2 separate regions of the Mus musculus genome follow, and region 2 is linked to region 1. The links are chromatin contacts, called in public HiChIP or PLAC-seq maps. All regions are on one chromosome and are shown on one strand. The core of a region is the stretch at or near the end of the contact, and the rest is flanking DNA. Distances in the headings are between cores, read along the strand shown. Region 1 holds the start of Kcnn3 (potassium intermediate/small conductance calcium-activated channel, subfamily N, member 3). Region 2 holds the start of Rab13 (RAB13, member RAS oncogene family).

What was found. HiChIP or PLAC-seq counts read pairs in DNA pulled down with a chosen protein or histone mark.
Region 2: an HNF4G HiChIP or PLAC-seq map of pancreatic cancer cells shows a contact between it and region 1. The contact joins the promoter of Rab13 here to the promoter of Kcnn3 in region 1. A contact is called at or near these places in 1 of 39 promoter capture datasets (frontonasal cranial neural crest) and 1 of 115 datasets of contacts at active chromatin or transcription factors (pancreatic cancer cells).

Annotation. Positions count from the first base shown.
Region 1 is chr3:89,515,781-89,523,476 of GRCm38.p6, forward strand. It overlaps Kcnn3 (potassium intermediate/small conductance calcium-activated channel, subfamily N, member 3), which reads left to right and starts at 4,384. Exons shown (of 8, transcript NM_080466.2): 1 at 4,384-5,624. The coding sequence starts at 4,689.
Region 2 is chr3:90,217,263-90,224,958 of GRCm38.p6, forward strand. Rab13 (RAB13, member RAS oncogene family) reads left to right here and starts at 3,522. Exons shown (of 8, transcript NM_026677.4): 1 at 3,522-3,760; 2 at 4,975-5,035; 3 at 6,265-6,325; 4 at 6,528-6,605; 5 at 7,232-7,321; 6 at 7,440-7,505; 7 at 7,586-7,639. The coding sequence starts at 3,637.

The DNA of each region.
Region 1 (7,696 bases), core at 3,134-5,633:
CATCAGTTCTGCCCCCGAGAAGGTCACAGTGCAGGAATGTTTGGGCACATAAAGCCGTGAGAGCTGCAGTGCTTGATGGTGACAATCAAGGGGGCCAAAGGCAGAGGGGAAGGAAGGGCCCTGGTTAGCATTGGGGATTTCAGGAGAGGAAGGTTTTTCTGAAAAAAAAAAAAAAAAACCAGCACAAAAACTAAACACACAACAACAACAACAACAACAAACCAACATCTCCCCACTCCAATCAAAAAGCCCTTAAGTCATGCCTCGAAGGTTAAGGAGCAATGTGCTGGATGAGGTATGGGGCAAGGCATGCCAAGCAGAAGGGTCTGAGTTAGTTAAGACGTAGAGGTGTGTGTTGGCACAGCCCTGGTGAAACTGAAGCTCAAGATGGAGGTGGTGAGGAGTGAGTTGGGAGAGAGGACAGAGCAGACTGAAAGCACACCTGTAGCCTGTGGCCACCCTTCCTGAGTCTGGGGACTCTGACCTCATCCATGCTCTACTACTCCTTGAGGTAAGAAATTCACTGCACCCCAACCCCTCATCTTTACAGTCAGGAGAGGCCAATGTGCCATTCTTTCACTTTAGGTAGTGTAACGACTTGATGGCTCCAGTCCTATCACCTCCATGAAGCCTCTTTAAATTTTTTTAATTTTAATTTTATTTTATGTAGGTAGGTGTTTTGCCTGAATGTATGGCTCTGTACCAGTTGCATGCAGTTCCAAGGGAGGCCAGAAGAGGGCATCGGATACAAAGGAACTGGAGTTGTAGCTGGTTGCGTGAGGCTGTGGGTGCTGGGAATCAAACCTGGTCTTCTAGAAGAGCAGCTAGTGCTCGTAACCACCGAGGCACCTCTCCAGCTGCCATGATGCCTCTCTCTTAAAGACATTTTATTTATTAGATTTATTCATTTTACTTTTGTGTGTGTTTCACCTGTGTGTATGTGTGTGCACCCGTGTGTGTTTACTGCTTACAGAGATCAGAAGAGGGCATCCGCTCTCCTGGAATTAGAGTTATGATTGTTTGTGAAACACTGTATGTGTGTGTTGGAGATTGAGCTCATGTCCTCTATAAAAGCAACAAGTGCGCTTAACCTCTGAGCCATCTCTCCAGCCCCATGAAGCCTCTTTTGTCTTAACAAACTCTAGTTTCTTGGCTACTTGTTGGGATTTGTGTTGTTGCTATTTGTCACCTATGTAACTATAACTTCTCTCTATAGAAACAATGTAAGCTTCAAGGGTTGCCTATTGGACAGGGACAGACCTGTGCTCCGCTCTAGTTATGCCACTTATTACTGATTACTATTTATAGGCAAGTCTTAAAAACCTGTCTAATGCCTCAGTCTCAATTGTCTCAGAATGCTCTCAACTCATGGGTTGTGGTGTATAGACATGGTCGTGGGCTCAGGGGGTGGCACTGGGAGTTTCTTACACTTGGACATGTAACAGCAGTGGGAAGACACTAGGTAGAGTATGGCTCAGAGCAGTTGGAAAGATGCTTACAAGCTGGTAAAAACTTAGTAGCCACTTGGGGTGGGGGAGGGGAACAAGCCCTGAAGGACACATTTGTACATTCTGTGGGTAAACATTCCCACCACAAAAGACTTCAAGTTGCCATTGTGCCACTGGTGAACTGGAGTTCAGGCAACCTGTCACAGTGGGCTTTTAAAAACTAATATTGCTGGGTGTGGTGGCATACACCTTTGATCCCAGAACTTGGAAAGCAGAGTCGGGTTTATCTTTGTGAGTTTGAAGCTAGTTTGGTTTACATATCAAGACCCATGACAGCCAGGTCTACATAAAGAGACCCTGTCTCAAACCAACCAACCAGTACTGTGCAGCCCCACCCAGCACACTGGAGGGGCAAGGTTGCTATGTACGGTGATGTAGGAGGTCTGAGGGTTGGAGTGGGATAGGATCCATATATCGGCTCACAGGAGCTGGGGACCCTCATTTCTTTTATTTTACAGAGTAGGAAGCTGTGGATCGAAGTGCATCTTATTTATGCTGAATGACCATCCATGGCAGTCAGGACTGGCCCTCGGGTATGTATGTGCACCGGTGTGTGTTTACTGCTCACAGAGATCAGAAGAGGGCATCCAATCTCCTGGAATTAGAGTTATGATTGTTTGTGAACCACTGTATGCGTGTGCTCCAGCTTTAAGTACACCCCATCTACCTTTTCTCAGGACAAAGTTGCTGCACCCAGGGTGGGAGCATCAGTTTCAAGTTTAGACCACTCCCAGGTGAACCTCTGGGCTCTGGCTGTAGAGCAGCTCTATCCAGGATAGTGGCATACCTGCCCTATTTGGATCCTGCTGTGACCCAGGAAGGTTAGTGGAGGCAGAAGACAACCTATTGTGGTAGAGTGGGCAAAGAAACTTCCAGGCCTAGAAATTAATTTTCCGCAGCACAGAATCTATATCTGTCATGAAAGTCCAGTACTAGCAGCACATTTTTGCTTCTAACAATGTATTAGTATTAATTTATTTTCGATCATAAAACCTAATCATGTGATCTGGAGCCTTGAGTCAGACTGTTGACTCTGCGGATTGAAGAGGGAGGGAAATGAAGGAGGCAGGTGAGAAGAGGGACTGGGCAGGCTGACCATGTTGGAAAGTAAGGTAGGGACTTGGGGGCCTGTCTGATGATGGAAATGTGCCTGAGACACTAGGCTTGTACCAGGGCGTGTGCACATGAGTGCATGTGTGTGTGTGTGTATGTACACATTGCTCCATCATCATTGATAGCAATCTTGTGCAAGATTGATTGTCATTATCAGGTAGCTGAGGGTGTGGTTTATGGTGCAAGCAGTTTACTCTCAGTCTTCATAGCAGCTTGCAGAGGCGAGGACTGGTATGCAGAGGGCACTCAGCTCATTGGTGGGAACTCTACCATGCTCCCTGGCATGGCGATTTGATGCTTGCTATTCAGGGGGAAAGCTCTGGAAGCATGATGGGTGTGTGTGAGCAAGTGTGTGCTCATACCTGTACACGGGTGTGACCACACACATGCATCTGGATATGTGTACTTCCACACTTATCTAGGGGAGACACTAGACAGAGGCCTGAGGATGGTGGGGAGCTGGGAAGTGGATAGGAAGATGCTCCCTCTTAGAGCCCAGGTGTGCCTAGAGGAATTCATAGCACTCCCCCCCCCAATTGCTAAGGCTGTCCCAATTAAAAATGGAAATAAATTCATCTCTGGTCTTGTCCCCTTGGAGAGTCTTCTGCACACAGTGGGAGTCTAATAAATACTTTATGAGGAGGAGTCTGAACCAGGGAAGCCAGCAGCTGTTTCCAGCTCTGACTCTCAGAGACCCATGGGGCAGATCAGACATGGAGCCACTGGGATTTCCAGTCGTCCTCATCGACCCTGAGGTGACTCCAGACCCAGCTGTTCTGGAAGAGGCTGGATCCAGGTTACTAAAACATCCTGCTTTGGGGAAGTTGGCTCTTCCTTGACAGATTCTCTTTGGCCCTTTCCCATCCATCATGTGGATACTATTTATTGAACAGCCACTGTGTGTTGATCATCATGGGGGGGGGGGAGCATCTAGGCAGCGGAAGAAGAGTGGTGGACTCAGGCTGATCTCTGCTCAAATCCTAGTGCCTTTAATTACAAGCTGGGTGACAAGAGCCATATTTCTTATCTGCGTGTGAGTGGGCTTCTTTTCTTTCCTTTTTCCTTCTTTTATTTCTTTTTTTAGGATGATGACGTCACTTCATAGGGTTGATGTGAGGATTGGAAATAACAGAGGCTCCTGTACACAGCGCAGGTGCTCTGACAGTGGTAGGTAGGTGAGCTTCTCCCTGTCAGGAGTGGGTCCCTTCTGCTTCTGTCAGTTTATGCTCAATGCCTCCCGGTGTTAATTTTCTTTGTAAAATATGAGCACAGTCCCTATCCCCTTGGGCTTTTGGAAGATGTACCTGGAATCCAATGTGTAAAACAACCTGTACAGATACTGGCTATTAATCAACGTTTGTCCTCCGGTCCCGGTTTCCCCAGCATGGTGACAGCTTCCCCTTTAGGGTGCTCTCGATCCCTTCCTTTCATCGCCCCAGCGCCAACATTCAGCCGGGATTGCTGTGGGCATCAGTATCCTGACCGTACCTTTCAGAGGAAAGAAGGCAGGTGCTCAGCTTGCGGGTGGAGTGTGGAGGGGTTGGAGTGGTAGTGGTCTTGGAGCAAAAACTACAGTTCCCAGCCCTCGTTGCGCTGCCACCCGGCGAGGAGCGAAGGATGGCAGGCCCCTTCTTGGAGGCGGAGCCTGAGAGGGAGGCGGAGTTTGGAGGGGTTGGAGAGTTAAGCCAAGCCAATGAAACCGCTGGCTAATAAGTGGGCTTGGCTTGCCATATAACAGTGTCAGGAGGAGGAGAGCGAAGCTATTGAGCCAGCGAGGAGTGAAGCTGAGTCTGCTTCATACACTCCTAGAGGACCGCCTTCAGAATAGAGTTCTTTTCGCCCCTTCCTCCTTCCCCCGGCTCCTCTCCTGGCTTTTCTACCCGCCCAATACAATGCATACTCGAGTGGCAGCCCCAGAGAACTGAAGCAAACCAAAGAGAGAGGACTGGAGCCAAGACACTTCTGGTGGGGAATCTTGGATGCCTGGCTTTCTTTGAGGTCATCTTTGGAACGAGGGTGGCTTTGGGGTGGAGGGTCGTGCTGCAGGGAACTCAGCCAGGCCCCAAGATGGACACTTCTGGGCACTTCCATGACTCGGGGGTGGGGGACCTGGATGAAGACCCCAAGTGTCCCTGTCCATCTTCTGGGGACGAGCAACAGCAGCAGCAGCAACCGCCACCACCGCCAGCGCCACCAGCAGTCCCCCAGCAGCCTCCGGGACCCTTGCTGCAGCCTCAGCCTCCGCAGCCTCAGCAGCAACAGTCGCAGCAGCAGCAGCAGCAGCAGTCGCAGCAGCAGCAGCAGCAGGCTCCACTGCACCCCCTGCCTCAGCTTGCCCAACTCCAGAGCCAGCTTGTCCATCCTGGTCTGTTGCACTCTTCTCCCACGGCGTTCAGGGCCCCCACTTCAGCCAACTCTACCGCCATCCTCCACCCTTCCTCCAGGCAAGGCAGCCAGCTAAATCTCAATGACCACTTGCTTGGCCACTCTCCAAGTTCCACAGCCACAAGTGGGCCCGGTGGAGGCAGCCGGCACCGGCAGGCCAGCCCCCTGGTGCACCGGCGGGACAGCAATCCCTTCACGGAGATAGCTATGAGCTCCTGCAAATACAGCGGTGGGGTCATGAAGCCCCTCAGCCGCCTCAGCGCCTCTCGGAGAAACCTTATCGAGGCTGAGCCTGAGGGCCAACCCCTCCAGCTCTTCAGTCCCAGCAACCCCCCAGAGATTATCATCTCCTCCAGGGAGGATAACCATGCCCACCAGACTCTGCTCCATCACCCCAACGCTACCCACAACCACCAGCATGCCGGCACCACGGCCGGCAGCACCACCTTCCCCAAAGCCAACAAGCGGAAAAACCAAAACATTGGCTATAAGCTGGGACACAGGAGGGCCCTGTTTGAAAAGAGAAAGCGACTGAGTGACTATGCTCTGATTTTTGGGATGTTTGGAATTGTTGTTATGGTGATAGAGACCGAACTGTCTTGGGGTTTGTACTCAAAGGTAGGGACTGTGGTTTCTCTTTATACATTCAACAAAAGGAGTATGTAGACGAGAGAGAGAGAGAGAGAGAGAGAGAGAGAGAGAGAGAGAGAGAGATTGATTTTGAGAGATTTCCTAACTTCCCATGTTTTTCTTCCATGGTCCTGTGAGAATTCCTTTCTTGCTTCCCTTTGTGGGGACATCCCCACACACTGTGTCTAATGTGCAGACTCTGTGTTTGGGAGGATTAAAGAATCCCTTCTGAGAAATCGCTCTTTTCCTCCGGGCTCACGCGTACTAAAGCATAACCCAGCAGCTTAACGCACCAATTAATTACACTCTGCCTTGATGTGTTTGCCAGTTCCTGCTACTTCCCTCCTCGCCTCCCCTCCCTGCTCCACTCCATTCCCCCCCCCCCATAAAAAAGAAATAAATGTCTGGGTGGGGGTGGGGATCCTGTACCGTTCCCCAGCTCCCCCCCCCCTTCCCAAGTTTCTATTTCCCTTCTCTTCCCAGAGAGACTCCAGGGTAAAATGGAGATGTTCCCGAGTCTCTCCCAAGGGCACCGGGTTAAAAATATAGGTGGAGGAAATCAGCAGTCTCTTCCCTCAGGAAAGAGGACTCAGAATAAACCTGCCGCTGCCTTGTAAACATGCCCTGATAAAAATGGCTACAGGTGTTACCCAGGCAGAGCATGGGCACCGCCTTGCCATCACTCGGGGAACGGGGAGCGCCTCTCCTTAGGATGGGATGACAGGGCTTCCCCAGCGGGTCACCGCGGAGTCGGCACCCCAGCTTAGCCCTGGTTCTTCCCTCCCACCCTAACTCCTTCTCCTTGGGATAAATAAAGATGAGTGTACGTGTGTGTGCACGCTGGATGGAGAACGGCAGGCACAAGGCACTGTCTTGGGGGTGGGGTGGGGTGGGGGACGCTCCATTGCTCTATCCTTTCAGTTGGAGGAGAGAGCTTCCTTCCCAGAGGGGAAGGAGGTCGAGGAAGGTGGGTTTTTGTCAATGCTGCATTTGCCAGGAAGCTGCATGCCAGAAGGCTTGGAGGTGCAGGGAATTGTTGGGCAAACGGTTTCCCCTACTGTACCACTTGGTCCCAGTTTGCTGGTGTTTGCATGTGTATATGTGTACTCGTGTGAGTGCCTGCTTGTTCTGTGTATTTGTGTATTTGTTTGTCATTTTGGACAAGGGGTGGCTGGGCTGGCTGGCGGGTAGCTGGGAGGGGCTCAGCTGTTGGAGGTTTCAAATAGAGCCTGTTTCAGGCAGCGCACAGCTGCTGGAGACTGTCACATTCCTTGTAGAGATCTAGTCACAAAAACCTGGGAGGTGCTGATCAGATTTCCCCCATTCCCAGAGTCTCCCTTTAACCTGATGTGGGCAGTGCTCCTTGTCAGGCAACCTGCATGGACAGAGCCCAGACTTCCCAGCAGAGAGTCCTCCAGGGACCTGCTGCTTTGCAGGGACTGCCCAAGCCAGAGCACTTGGAAGCTGCCTCAGTCTAAATAGCTCCTGGATGAACAGACCTCTCCATGAGCAGAGTGGGGTTTCCCCTGGAAGCCCAGCTCACTTAGTCATTCCCTGTAATGAGAGCCTGGGAGGCTGCAGGTCCCTCTGTTCCCTGCCTTCTTAGAGCTGCCTCTCTTGCTGTGTGCTCTGCTTAGGAGATGGGCTGGCAACCCCCCCCTGGGAATTAGGAACACTTGTTAGGGGGAATCCGTGGAAGCCCACATCCCGGAGGTGTGGCATGGTGCTAGCATGTTCTTTTCAGTGGCCCCCATGGCGGCTGTTAAGGAAATGGCTTTTCTAGGAGTCAGTGGCTGTGTCCGGCTCTGAGTGTGGGATCCATGATCATTTGTCTGAATGTGTTTTGGGGGTAGGGTGTCACCGGGCAGGGACGACTATCTTCTCTGATGGAGAGAGGTTTTCCCGGGCCGGGAGGCTGTAAGTGTTGACTGGGTGATATCACCCAAGGTGTGTGCTTCCTCCACTCCTAAGTCGTTGATTCTCTGGTGGCGATGGTACTGAGGGACAGTGACCAGGAAGCTCCTGCGTGCCTCAGTCAGTGAGGTGACCACTTCCTGTGT
Region 2 (7,696 bases), core at 2,272-4,771, 700 kb after region 1:
CTTAACCATTCCATGGAGCTGTCGTGTCAGTTTATACACTGGGTTTAAAGGTGTGTGCTATATAACACTCTCCACCTCACCCCAACATAGATTTTGACAGGATCCATTCTAGTTTCTTCTGTTGCTGTGATAAACATCCTAGCCAAAAGCAACTTGGTGAGGAAATGGAATTATCTGGCTTATAGGTTACAGTCCATTATTGAGGGAACTAAAGGCAGAAATTGAAACAGAAGCCAAGGAATACCACTGCCTTACTCCCAGGCTCACATTCAGCTCCTTATACAGCAGCCCCACCTGTCCAGGTATGGTAGCTCCCATATATAGGGCTAGGCTCTCTGACCTCAATTAGCAATAGAGAAATGCCTGGGGCTGGAGAGAGATGTCTCTGAGGTTAGCATCACTGGCTGCTCTTCCCTACTAGGGTAGGGGTTTGATTCTTAGCACCTACATAGTGGCTAGCAACCATGAAGGTTCACAACTGTCTGTAATCTGTAACTCCAGTTTCAGAAGATCCAACACCACCTTCTGGCCTCCCAAGGACACCTGGCATGTATATGCTACACGTACAAGCATGCACGGGCAAAATACACACACATACACACACACACACACACACACACACAGAGAGAGAGAGAGAGAGAGAGAGAGAGAGAGAGAGATCCTGTCTAAATGTTTTAAAAATAATAATAAAGAAAATTCCCCCATAGATAAGTCTACAGGCCAATCCAATGGTGATAATTCCTCAAGTTTCCTCCTCCCAGGTATGTCAAGTTGGCAACCAAGATTAGCAATCACAAGGTCTCCTGGTTGGCTTGCAACTCCCAACCAAGAGTAGGCTGACCTTAGTCATGCTTCTGTCTGACTTTCATTTTGCTTCTGTCTCCCGTGTGCTGGGACTGCAAATCCACCCTACCTGGACATCAGTGTGAGTTAGAGGTCAGGATTAGTCACTGAGGAAAACCAGAAAAGATTCAAGTCTGTGCTATAGCTTGAAATGCAATGAGCCCTGAGGGAATAAATAGAAGGGAATTGAAGCTCAATAGAATAGTACTTTGCCTAGTGTGCACAAAGCTCTGGGTTTGACCAATTCCCAACACCATTGAAAAAATAGAATAGTCAGATTGGTGTATTGAAGCAGGCACAGTGGTACCCGTGGATGCTGGTAGTTCTAGCTACTGAAGGGCTGAGTCCACATGATTACATGAGCCTCAAATTTGAGACTGATCTGGGCAATACAGACAGACCTTGCCTCAAATTAATGGTGAGATGGCTCTGGAGAAGTTTAGTTAAGCATCCTTCAGCATGTCCTCTGACTGCCACACTTTCACCATGGCATGGGTTGTTGGCAGTTCCTCTACGCTCCACCCCACAGTTACCTGGCAATAGCCAGGTGTGCCTGACTCAATATAAAAGGGGCTGCTTGCCCCCTCCTCACTCTCTTGCTCTCTCTTCTTGCTCTTGTTCCCTTACCCTCTTCTTCCTCTCTCCCCATTCCACTCCCCCCTCTCCATGTGCTCATGGCTTGCCTCTACTCTTCTACTTTCTCTCTCTCTCTCTCTCTCTCTCTCTCTCTCTCTCTCTCTCTCTCTCTCTCTCTCTCTCTCTCCCCTTAAGCTCCCTCCCAATACCCTGAATAAACTCTGTTCTATACTATACCATCGCATGGTGTGGCTGGTACCTCAGGGGGAAGGGATGCCTCAGCATGGGCTGGCAGAGGTACTCCCCTCCACCCACACCTTACTGCGTCTCCACAAAACATATCTCTGGTCTCTTTCTTTTTATAAAACACAACATTATGTGTGTGTACACATACAAATAAATGTAATGAATTAATTAATTAATAAAATAAACTGAATAGTTATTTGTGTGTGGTAGTTAATATGGATTGTCAACTTGACAGGATCTAGCATCACCTAGGTATCCAATGGCTGGCCATGTCTGGAGGAAAGTTCTAGATTGGATTATTTGAGGTGGGAAAAGCCTACCTGACAATGAGGACCACCATTCACTCTCCCGAATAAAAAAGGAGAGTGAGGTGAGCACCAGCATTCGTCTCTCTCCTTGAGTTTGGATGGAAAGCGACCAGATGCCCCATGCTCCTCCTGTCATGACAGAACTGCCTTCTGTAAGCCTCTCTCATAAGTTGTTTTGTCAAGTATTTTGTGTGTGTGTGTTGGGGGGGGGGGGAGTAACTGATACATTGTATTTGTGAGAGGACAAATGGAAACATAGATTATGGCAAACATAATGTAACAAATAAAGGGCTGGTGAGATGCCTCAGCGGGTAAGAGCACCCAACTGTTCTTCCAAAGGTCCTGAGTTCAAATCCCAGCAACCACATGGTGGTTCACAACCATCCATAAGGAGATCTGACTCCCTCTTCTGGAGTGTCTGAAGACAGCTACAGTGTACTTACATATAATAAATAAATAAATCTTTAAAAACAAACAAACAAACAAATAAAGACACTTTCCCACAGCCAGGACTCATCTGTTAGAAAAGCCTTTTCCTTTTTCCTTTTTTTTTTTTTTTTTTTTTTTTTTTGTTTTTTTCGAGACAGGGTTTCTCTGTATAGCCCTGGCTGTCCTGGAACTCACTTTGTAAACCAGGCTGGCCTCAAACTCAGAAATCGGCCTGCCTCTGCCTCTGCCTCCCAAGTGCTGGGATTAAAGGCATGCGCCACCACGCCCGGCTCTTTCTTTTTCTAACGGGACTGGAAAGATGATAAGAGCTGGCTGCTCTTGTAGTGGATCTGGGTTCAGTTCCCAGCAGGCACATGACAGCACCTCTAGACACTCCAGTTTCAGGGGATCGTTGCTGTCTTGTAGCCTCTGCAGGCATGCTAGTCATATAGTGAATAAACACATGTAGGCAAAACACTCGCTATAAAGAAAGTAAGTAAATAAAGATGAAAAGCTGGGCATGGTGGCTCCACAGTACTAATCTTCATACTTGAGGGGTAGAGGCAATAGGATTACCAGGCCTTGGGGTGCAGGTTGTGCTACTGAATTCAAGGCTCGCTCCAGATTGTGACTCGGCTCTGTGTGTTTTGAGTGTAATTGATGAGGCTGATTTTTATCGTTTTAGTTCTTCACTGTGCTCCACCAGGGGGCAGATTGATCCACCATACTAACCTCCTAACCCGCTTCTTTTCAAAGGGAATTGGGATTCGTAGTCTTAAGTAATGCATTGTTGACAGAAAATCCTAGGACATTTATCATAAACTCAAAAGCCTTTGAATAGCGCCTCAGCTTTTTACCAATTTCCAGTTACCACCCCTATCTTCACCATTGGTAAAATTCTTTCCCTCTTCCCCTAATCTCTTTGAAATTCTTTCCAATTCGGTCAAAAGAGAGGAAAGACAGCTAGCCAAAGGCAATGGGAAGGGCTAGGGAAACTGGCCCTCCGAGGCTGGGGAGGCAGCGCCCGGACTGCTGGAGCTGGACAGGCCTCTCCACTGGCGAAGAGGGGTGGAGCCGAGAGCAGGGCCGCCTCTCTTCTTTTCCCGGGGCCTGGGCGGAGAGGGAGGAAAACTTCCTGGCTGGGACTCCGGCGGTTTCTGCCTGCCAACCCTCGGATCCCGCCTACCAGTGTTGGCTCTTCCCGACCCCTCCCCCGGCGCCCCCAGTGTCCGCCATGGCCAAAGCCTACGACCACCTCTTCAAGTTGCTGCTCATCGGGGACTCGGGGGTGGGCAAGACTTGTCTGATCATTCGCTTTGCAGAGGACAACTTCAACAGCACTTACATCTCTACCATCGGTGAGCCCACAGGCTGTATCCCAGACCCCAGACCCACCCCACCCCCGCCCACCCTCATACACCGGCTCCTGAAAGACTAAGGAACCTACTTTTTTGATCCCCTTAGAGAAAAACACTAATTTCCAGTCTGTCGACCCCTGCCCCAGACCCATCCTCCATAATGTCCCTGAATAACACTCAAAACCTCAAACCTTTTTGAGGTTTCCAGATAGTCCCAGTTGCTGCCACCCACTCCGTCTCTTGGTACTGTCTCCCTAGTCTCTCCAAATCCACACAGGTTATCGTCATTTCCATCTGCTTCCTTCTTTACCCCATCACTGCACCTAGACGCTCTAGATCCACTCTTCACAATTTCTCTTTTCCCTGCTTCCCAATTGTGTTGGCCTCTTACTGACCTACTGGCTTCAAACTTCCCGCAGGATCTGCCCCACCTTCAAATCATCTTTTTAGCCTCCCTACCCTCAGCAAGGTACTGCAGAGTGTGGCTGGGTGTGCTGTGGGAGTGAGGATGGTGGATGCCAGGGGACTTTGGGGTCTCTGAGTAAGCTTCTGCACCATCCTTCTCTCTGGAGCCTCCTAAGTGGCTGGGAGACTTCCAGTAAGAAGAATCTCCTTTCCCCCTCCCCTCCCCTCTTTATCTTTCTTCATCTCTTGACTGAGAATCTTATCTCCTCTAGTGACAAAAAGGAAACTTTCTCTCTCTCTCCCTCCCTCCCTCTCTTCCTCCCTCCCTCTCTTCCTCCCTCCCTCTCCTAATTCTCCAGAGGATTCTTAGAGAGCTTCTTCCCCCCCCCCCCCCCCCACTTCCAAGCTTAGCTCACTAGTTAATTCACATAGGCTCAATCAGCTGCCCTCTCATTCCTCTCTACCCTTAAGGGCTAGCAGGGCGGTGGAGGACCAGTAGTGTATTTTGGGGGAGGAGGGGGAAGAGGGATGGGAAGGTGAGGTAGAGATGGAAGGGAAAGTTGTCAGATGGCATGCTTTTAACCCAGCTGAAGAGTTTCATAGCTTTTCTCCAAAACGTCATGAAATCTGAGGAGACACAGTATGCTTACCATAGGAATAAAGCTGTGGAAAAGCTCTCCCTCCTGGCTACACATCCAGCAAGGTCACTACCTCGAGTACCTGAGTACCAGCAGTTACTGGTGCAGCCCCCACTCTCCCCCACCATACTTTCCACACATGCTTACCTGTCTTCACACCCTTCACCCCAGGAATTGATTTCAAGATCCGAACCGTGGACATAGAGGGGAAGAGGATCAAACTGCAAGTGTGGTGAGTGAGCTGCCCAGTCCCCAGCCAGATTGCCCTTTGACCCCAACCCTCCCCCACACACCCCTCCCCCTTCATTTCTTCTTCCTTACCTTTTCTCTCTTCAGTTTAGTTTGTGGTTTGGGGGTGTTTTGTTTTGTTTTGTTTTTTAGACAAAGTCTCATGCAGCCCAGGAGGGCCTGGAACTCAGCTGAGAAAGAAAGCCCTTTCTTTCGGTGTCCTGTGTCCTGGTGTTACAGGCATGTGGCACCATGTTAGTCTTTCTGTTTTGCTTTCTTTCCTTTACACCCCCCCCCCCCCAGTCCAGTACATCTCCTAATTTATCCATTTTGCTTAGTCAGCTATCAGCTGGCCTTGCATCTCTCTTCCTGGTGGCCCACTTTCAGTTTGTTTGTGTCTTTTCCTCACCCAGAGCATTCTCTGGACTTGAAAACAAATGTCTTTCGAGCTACGATGTAGAAACAGGTTCTAAGTGATTAAAAGACAAGTTGCAGAATTACAAATTTGACTTCCAGTCTATTGCTCTCAATAAATTTTAGAGAGCAACCTGGGTGTAAACGCTGACATGCTTTGAGACCCAGCACTCTAGAAACAGAGGCAAGTGATCTCTGGGAGTTTGAGGTCAGCCTGGTCTACAGGGTGTGTTCTAGAACAGCCAGGGCTATGTAGAGAGACCCTATTTGAAACACACACAATAATAAATGTAAAAGTTCTCTCCAGCACAGGTCACATACAGAGGTGTAGCCTGACTGTCTCAAGGAGGCTGGAGACACCACGGGCACTGAGGCACTATGAGGTTTTTCTGAAGCATTCTTGTGTGACAGATAAGCAGCAGCAGATAGGGTCTCAACCCTGGTGCTGCCACTTCCCTTCTGCATGACCTTCATTAGTTACCCAGCCTCCCTCCGCACATTTGCTGCATTTATAAAAACTGGGGACAGTGAGCCATGCCTCACAATGATACAGTGAGGGCCAGCTAGGATGACACACACATAAAGTGATACTTAAGACGGCACTTGGCATCTCTGAGTAAACAGGAGACATCCTGTTTCCCAGGCCTGGAACCTCTGAATAGCAACCCAACTGTCCTTCTCCTGTTCCCCTTCACGGTTTCCTGAGTCTTTTCCTTTTAGCCTCCACCTCCAGTGTTGCAAAAGTTGAGTCCTTAGGAAAAGACTCCCCCCTTGGAGACTTCTTGCTTCTATCTCACTCTGTGAAAACTTTTGCTTCAGGGACACGGCTGGCCAAGAACGATTCAAGACAATAACTACCGCCTATTACCGTGGAGCCATGGTATGAGGTGTGGGTCCAGACATGGGCTAAAGTCATAGCTTCATGAGCACAGAGGGTTGTGAGCATGCAGGGATGAAGAAGGAGGGCACAGAGCACATAACAGAGAGCCCCATGTAGCTTGTGCTTAGACCCACGGACCAGACTTAGATGGTCACTTAGAGGTCAACAGATATGGTCCAAGGTGAACTTTACTATCCCTTAGGGCATTATCCTCGTATATGACATCACAGATGAGAAATCCTTCGAGAATATTCAGAACTGGATGAAAAGCATCAAAGAGGTAAGATGCCTCCAAAAGAAATAGGGGAACAAAGTAGCCCGTGTTAGAATGGGCAGACTTCAGGTTTAATTTTATGTGTGTGGGTGTTTTGCCTGCGTGTACATCTGTGCCAAGAGCCTGGTGATGCCCTCAGAAGTCAGAAGAGGGTAGTGGACTCCTGGGACTGGAGTGACAGATGGTTTTGAGCCACCAGTTGAACCCAGGTTCTCTGGAAGAACACCCAGTGCTCCTAACTGTTGAGCCTTCTCCTGCCCCAAACTCTCCTTTGGTTTTTTTGTTTGCTTGTTCGTTTGGGTTTTTTTGTTTGTTTGTTTGTTTGTTTGTTTGTTTGAGACAGGGTTTCTCTGTGTAGCCCTGACTATCCTGGAACTCACTCTGCAGACCAGGCTGACCTCGAACTCAGAAATCAGCCTGCCTCTGCCTCCCAAGTGCTGGGATTAAAGGCATGTGCCACCACTGCCTGGTTTGTTTTTGTTTTCTTCTTGAAACAGGGTCTCTCACTCTGTAGTAGCCCCAGCTGGTGTGAAACTTAATGTGTAACCCAAACAGGTCTTGAGCTCACAGCAATCCTCCTGCCTCAGCTTTCTAAAGAAAGCCCTACCTTCTGCTTGTTTTGCTGCCTTCAGAATGCCTCTGCGGGAGTGGAGCGCCTCCTGCTGGGAAACAAGTGTGACATGGAGGCCAAGCGGCAGGTGCAGAGAGAGCAGGCGGAGAAGGTGAGTGAGGCGGGGCTGTTGGCTGCAGGGCTGGGAGGCCCGAGTGAGGAGGAGGCATCGCTGAGTGCTTCGCTTCTGCCTTTATCCAGCACTCTCCTTCCTACCTCATCCCCTACAGTTGGCTCGAGAGCACAGAATCCGATTTTTTGAGACGAGTGCCAAATCCAGTGTGAATGTGGATGAGGTGAGAGCCATCCTCCGAGAGATAAGATGCTAATAGGTTCATCTCCTCCTTCAACCTGGGCTGACCAGTTTCCCCTTTAGGCTTTCAGTTCCCTGGCCCGTGACATCTTGCTCAAGACAGGAGGCCGGAGATCGGTGAGTTGGTTCTACTCGGGCTGAGTACCACTGCGCGTGTCTGCAAGAACTGAAGCA